Regions from separate parts of the Gossypium hirsutum genome. Here region 2 is linked to region 1. A link is a contact called in public Hi-C data. All regions are on one chromosome and are shown on one strand. The core of a region is the stretch at or near the end of the contact, and the rest is flanking DNA. Distances in the headings are between cores, read along the strand shown.

Region 1 (3,614 bases), core at 595-3,094:
AATTTTAAAATATTATAAAAATTATTTTTAAAAATTTAGAATTATTAAAATTATTAAAAGGTATAAAAATTATAAGAAAATATATTTTTAATAATTTTATATTTTAAAAAATTAATTAAATGCTGACATGTCATTTATATGACAATTCACATGTATGTCACATCATCAAAGTTAATAGACGTTAACTTTTCTATCTAATTCAGGGTGATTTGACAAAAGAATATAAGTTTAATGATTAAAAGAGATGAAAAATTAAATTGAAGGCTAAAATATTTTTTTTTGTAAATTTGGAGAGCTAAAACATTCATTAAGCATATTATTTAATATAATTTGTTGGTACTTATTTAAAAATTATATTAGATAATTCTTTATTTTGATATTAATTTATGATAAAATTAGTAAAAATGTTATCATATTATATCAAAAACACCTGAATTATTATGGATATTATCAAAATTAATTATACCATACTTACCGAATTATATAAAAATTAAGGAAATCATATAAGGTTGCTAAGATCATATAATAATGAAATTATATAAGATTATTCTTAAAATATATTATTATTATTCGATTTAATAATTTTAAAATTATAAATAATTTAGGAATAATATAAAAATCTTATTGAAGGCCTTCAAAAATCTATCAAATGATGTTAATTACACAAAAATACTTACAAACCTGTTACGTACACATCATCATGCTTTGGAATAGAAATCTATATCTTTTCGCTCTATCCTTCCTTTATTTAACTCATTAAAAATTTCATTTTTGGTACATCAGTGATACAGTTTTAAACTTGATGAATCAAGTTAAAGATTTATTTTTTATTATTAGCATTTTTAGTGTGAAAATTTCATATTTAAAATATAAAAAGAAAAAAAATATTTTTATATTAATATAATTTTTTTCAAATATATAAAGGTATTTTTGTAAATTCCTTTAATGAGTTGGTGTCCAGCTGATTAATGACACCAATTCAGTCAAGAGTTTAAATAATTATATAAATATTTAAGTACAAATAACTTAGGTGAAACAATTTGTTTAATAAAATTGAAATGTATAACAATATTAAAAAAAAATTTAATTGAAGTGGTAAAAAAAGTTTTTATAGATAAGGTGGTAAGAATTCACATCTTTAACATTCATAACTTTTTTTATTAATTTTTTTAAAAGGTATATTTGGGCCTCCAACTTTACAAAAAAAAATCATTATAATCCTCCATTTAATTTTTCACTTTTTTAATCCTTAAACTTACGTTGTTTGTCAAATCACTCAAAATGGATGAAAAAGTTAACATTTATTAACTTTGCTGATGTGCCCACGTCGATTGTCATGTGGATGCCACGTCAACAATTAATTAATTTTTTAAAATTTAAAAAAATTAAAATATTGAAAAGTATAAACAATATAAAAAATATTTTTTATTCTTAAAAATTAATTAATTGCTTACGTGGTATACATGTTGCAATCTATATATATGTCACATCAATAAAATTAACAAACATGAATTTTTCTATCAATTTTGAGATTATTTGATAAATAATATTAATTTAAGGGTTAAAACATACGAAAATTTTAAATAAAAAGTTAAAATATATAGATTTTTTTTTGTAAAGTTGAAGGTTTTAAATAAAAGAAAAAGCTTGTATAATCTTACCAACCTAACCCGGGGAATCTAAAATTGTCATATCTCATAAAATTTTTAATAAATATATAAAATTAAAAGAAAAAACAATAAAATGTGTGATGAGAGTAGGGCCACAAAATTATTGTTCATGGTTTAGCGCTGCCCATAAGAGTTAAAGCATATGATAGCCCACATTTACAGTAAGCCCGGAAATGTTTTGCGACTACCAGGCCTGTTTTAAACTTTGAATAAGCTCATTTCAGATGCTCATTACTATACTACTCATGAACAGTAAAAAACTGTAATTTCGTTTTATATTTTTCACCGACTATGATTTGTAGCTGTAAACTACTTCATTCATAAATTTACTTGACTTTCAAGTTGATTGACATAAAGTTTAGGGTATGATGTTTGTGTTTATAAATTTTTCTAATGGGATTTTTGGTAGAATTAATTTATTTTTAAATTTATTTAAAATTTGTCATTTAATTTTGGAATAATTCTATTGAGTATATTTTGTTATCGTGTTGTGTTTTAATTATTTTGTTATGTTGTATGCATAATTTTATTATGCCAAAAAATGTTAAATTCTAATTGACAATATTCCATAACTCCTCAATTATCTCGTGTGCCATTGCCGTCAAAACTGTTTTCAAGGTAATACATATTATATAAATTTTAATAATTTGCTTTAATTTTGACACATATATTTATAGGTAAACTATAAAAATAATTTATTTCTTATTTTTATCTAAATTTATATTTTGGCCACTAATATTTTAATTATGACAATTTGGACACTAATATTATCAATTTATAACAAATTGGTCATTGTGCCATTATTCACCTTTAAAGGTGTGATGAAAATCACACGCGACATAAATTGTATCATTAGATGTTGATATGTCATTCATGTTAATGTCACATAATTAAATTGCACCACAGGTTTCAAAGTAACCCAAAATAATTTTTTTAAAAGGCACAATTAAAAATCGAAAACCTTAACCTTTGATTAATTTTTTAAGCACTTAAACAAGCGGCCATAAAAAAAATTATAATAAAATTCAAAACTAAATTTTATAAAACCAAACTTAAAATTAAAATTTTTAAACATATATCATGATCCACATAAATTTATATCAAAACATCCAAAAAAATTAAATATATATAGCAATAAACTAAAATTAATTGGACAAAAAAAATATAATTGTAACGATAAAACAAATCTGATTGAGTCTATTGACAAATTTAGAGCTATTCTCAGAGTATGATTCACAAATAATATACTCCATAGCAAAATTATATAATGTGGCACATATAATCCTGTATGAGCACTATAAAGAGAACAATGTCCCTATATAATATCTCAAAAATGTCAATGACCGACTTGCCTTTGGCATGGACAATATATATATATATATAGCCATAAGCTTTTATGATAAATTGATGCACTAACCTGAATCTAAGTCAACCCCCATGATCTTCGACTTAAATAACTAAAGCAAGAAGTCGCGGTGCATATCTCAAAAATCATTTGTTCATTTATAATAAGAACAAACACGAAAGAAATCAAACAAATGTTCATTCCAATTATATTGATTTAAATCCTTAAAAATTGAATCCATAAATAATCAAAATTTATATATTTTATCATGAATCTAAAAGATTTATCATATTTATAATGGAAATATTAAATCATAACATAAAACTCATAAAATCTAAGAACAAATCATGCATTCCAAAAGATAATATATATATTCTTAATAGCTCGATATGACGAGGCTTGGATGTTACTTGTTGGTATCGTGAAGTTTTGATCTAAAATTTAATAAATCAGGATCTATCATGTCACATCATCATAAATAAAAATTAGATGAAAAAACATACATGAATCCATTGATATTTTGAAATATTCAAGTCTTATGGTTTTAATCTTTCAAATTAACATATAAATATTTTAGAGAAGGCGACTCTCTATTTTCT
Region 2 (3,614 bases), core at 732-3,231, 350 kb after region 1:
TTCTTTTAATAATTTTTATTTGTTGAAAATTTTAATAATTTATTTGTTTTGATTTGCCTGGACTCGGGAACTGGTGGTTTGACCTATTTGATCAACAGTTGAGTTCCAAAACAGTTATTTTTTTTGTCCAATTTGGCACTTGAATTAAACACGTATTCCTGATATGATACCTAAGCTTACATTTTATCCAATTTGGTACTTAAACTTGTCAAATGTTGTACAATTATTTTAATGTATTAATAGTATTATTCTTTATAAGGTAGCAAAAATATCAATGAATGATAACATGTTAATTTTACGTCAAGTGGCACACGTTGGTCATATATTATTATTTTTTCTTATTTAAACATGATCAGTGTTTTGAGATTATTTGTATAACATTTGACATCTCAATTACCAATTGGAAAAAACAGTTTAGTATCAAATTGGAAAAAACAGTTTAGGTGTATCAAATTGAAAAAACGTAAGCATTAAACTGTTTTTTAGAAATTTTTTTAAATTTTAACTTTCTTTTACATATTCTGTAGAATTTTTAAAAATTTTTAAAATATAAGTTTTAGGAAACTTTATAAATATTTTGAATTTTATAAATAATTTTGAAATTTGAAAATTGTCTTGAATTTTTTTTATAATTTTTGTTGAGAGAAATTAATTTACTCATTTTTAAAATTGACAGAGACCAAAAGGGTATTTAAATTTATCTGTAATTTAAATTATTTGAGTTATTCGAATTATAAAATTTAACTTGACTCGAACTCAGAACTCGAATTATTTATTCAAGTTGACTTGAATAACTCAAAATTTGATTTTTTTCGAATCAAATAGAGTTTTGTTTATCCCTAATTTTGTATCATAAACTAGATTTTTTTAAACATAATATTAAGAGAAGGATGCGGTTGGGGGTTACATAATTTGAATTTGTATCAAATAAGTGTTTGAAAAGAACTTTAACCACCATTTTATACAAATAAAGGCTATTATAAACTTGATAGTGCAATCCTAACTCCAAAATATTTTAAATTTCATCGTTAATATTATCAATATTGAATTCATTAATCACCAACAAAATATGTAGGTGATTTTTTATTAGCATAATAATACAGTTAGCTCTAAATATTTATATATTTTCTCTTTTCGGTCTCATTCTAAAAAAATAAATTTAGCTCTCCCTATTTATGTAGTTTATTAATTTTATCTTCGTTCTAAAAAAATTATAAAGTTAAAAATAGAAAAAATAGAAAAGCATAAAAGTTATAAAACCTTCCCTCTTCTTAAATGGCTTTATTCCAAAACTTCGGATACTATTTTTTTTTTTTTGAAAAACTGAATGCATTTCGCACTGAAAATTAATTAACTTTTACCACCTAATAATATTGGCTTAGGTGATGTTTATAAAAAAAATGAACTGATTATTTCTTTTCATTTACGAAAAGTTTTTAGATTGAAGATATAACCTTTACTAAATTTAGAAAAAACCAGCTAATGCATTGGTTTTACTTTTCTTTATATAAATATAACACTATTGGTTAACATTAGATTTGATTTTAAGTTGAGTTATTTGTTTACGATTGAAGACTCACATGAAATTTGGGAGGATTTGAATAAAATAATTAAACTCGTTTAAAATTTGGTTCGAGTTCAAGTTTAAAAATTCAAGGTCTAAGTTCTAGCCCAACTTGTTTTTTTAATTTTTAATATCTTATATTATATTATTTTTATATATTATGTAATTTATAACACATAAAAGAAATAAATCCATAGTAATATATAATACTATAATGTAAACTTTAAAAAATGTTAAAAGATACCTATAACTTGCATACTAATACAGCCACCTGACAATGAACTTTTATTAACTTAACTACATAATTGTATACGCCGCCCCATTCATCGAAAGAGGCACTTAGGCGTAGTCTACTCCGCCAATTATATTACCTTAGGACTATACATTAAACCCTGTACCCGCCAGAGTTGGGTTGTTACATAGTCCTTGGCACATACTATCGCATAGCGGCTATCCACCCCTCTAGTTCATTGTATGACGCATCTCAATCTCCATACAATTGCTCCACGATCATTTGTTTAGCTATCTATGTTTTTCGGTATGACACTTGGTACTAGAATCGTTCTTGCATTTTGGCAATCAGTACCAAAATAGGAATGGTTGGCATGTCCTTCACCATTGACATGATGCAATTGCAGATAGTTTTGGCATAAACTTTGCGGTAATCTTGTGTCATATGTGTAAAAGTGCATGTTCGAGACCGAACAAATTTTCGGATCTCTCACATTTGCGACCTCTAGATAAATGTAGCTTGTACCCACCAATTGCACCCTTCTGTCGACCTCCAACACTCCTTAATATACAGTGTTTGTTTAGACATGGTGACTTTGTAGTCAATTGACACTTTTATGCTATACCGCTTAATGGAAAATACACAATCTTCCTTGGCTTATGAACAACTCCTTACGTTCGGGATCTGCTGCCAATTGGTGAGCAAGTAGTATATTGAGGGTACTTCAGGAATTCAAATGCATTCGCTGTATCAGGATATACAATTCACATGTGGCCCCCATATCATTGCATATGACAATGCCTCAACTCGGGTTCTCGACTAAAGACGTGTAATATTTCTATCGTCATTCGTACATTCATCGTCAATATCATCCGGGACCTCGTCTAGATCCGAATCACTATAATCTTCAACCTTGTTATCAGAAGGATCATTATTATCATATACATCATCACCATTCGTATCGATCTCAATCACCACTGAATGTATTTGTAAACGGGGACCCAAGTTAAGGTTTTTAGATGTAGATGGAGAATTAAGATCGATGTCGAACCTACATACAACCGATTGCCTATCAACAAACGCTCTCGGAACCTCTTTACATGAATCTTGAACTCTATGTTCTTCACTTAATGGAGTGAAATCTTCAGTTGGCTCCACATCAGCTAACTCAACAAACAACTGAATTGGTTCAGTGTGACAACTTTAATTCCTACAATAAAATGCGACCATTGTCTCCACATCTTCATCATCTATAAGTTCCTTATCAATGAATTTGATGTGATTTGTCGAAATTGGGAATTTGTAGAATAGTTTCGAGATCCTCCTCCCACAATGTCTAATAATTTTTGCACTGCTCCTTTCTTTCATATCATCAACCGACACATTTCTACTAAATCTCATTACTATTTGTTGGTGACATTCAAATATACATCAAACTGTTGTTGTTAAAACTACTCTATCGACATAAACACATACGAAGAATTAATTATCTACCTTCAATACTAAATCAGTGAAAAATAATTAAATTTCTAAATAAATTATTGGGAAAAAAATCTACTGTAAAATAAGATAGAATTTATATTGTACTAACCTTACGAATTCTTCTTTGTTTTCTCTTAAATATTTTTTCCTCTTTTCTTCTTATCTGCTAAACCGTTCAAGAAAACATCGTTTAAATAGGGCCTAGTGTCGCCTGACAACACCCTTTCACCATGGGCTTGAGTGTCGCCTGACACATACCCTCCACCTCTCCAACTTGTATTTTAATCCGATTTTTACCCATATTTTCCACCAATAAAATATATTTTAAAAAAAAAA

Evidence for each region. Hi-C and Micro-C count contacts between places; a contact is called where the count stands out from the background.
Region 2: a Hi-C map of leaf shows a contact between it and region 1, with 2.6 times the contacts expected there. The contact joins two enhancer-like sites. A contact is called at or near these places in 3 of 34 Hi-C or Micro-C datasets (leaf and seedling).

Annotation. Positions count from the first base shown.
Region 1 is chrD11:27,709,832-27,713,445 of Gossypium_hirsutum_v2.1, forward strand. No RefSeq gene overlaps it. Among protein-coding and RNA genes, the nearest start is that of LOC107913272, 35 kb to the left of the region's middle. Within about 2 kb of position 1,845, at least 2 of the 9 cell types and tissues checked have an H3K27ac peak or open chromatin away from gene starts, as enhancers often do. A contact at or near this core is called in leaf, where this site is marked.
Region 2 is chrD11:28,057,015-28,060,628 of Gossypium_hirsutum_v2.1, forward strand. No RefSeq gene overlaps it. Among protein-coding and RNA genes, the nearest start is that of LOC107913276, 8.0 kb to the left of the region's middle. Within about 2 kb of position 1,982, at least 1 of the 9 cell types and tissues checked has an H3K27ac peak or open chromatin away from gene starts, as enhancers often do. A contact at or near this core is called in leaf, where this site is marked.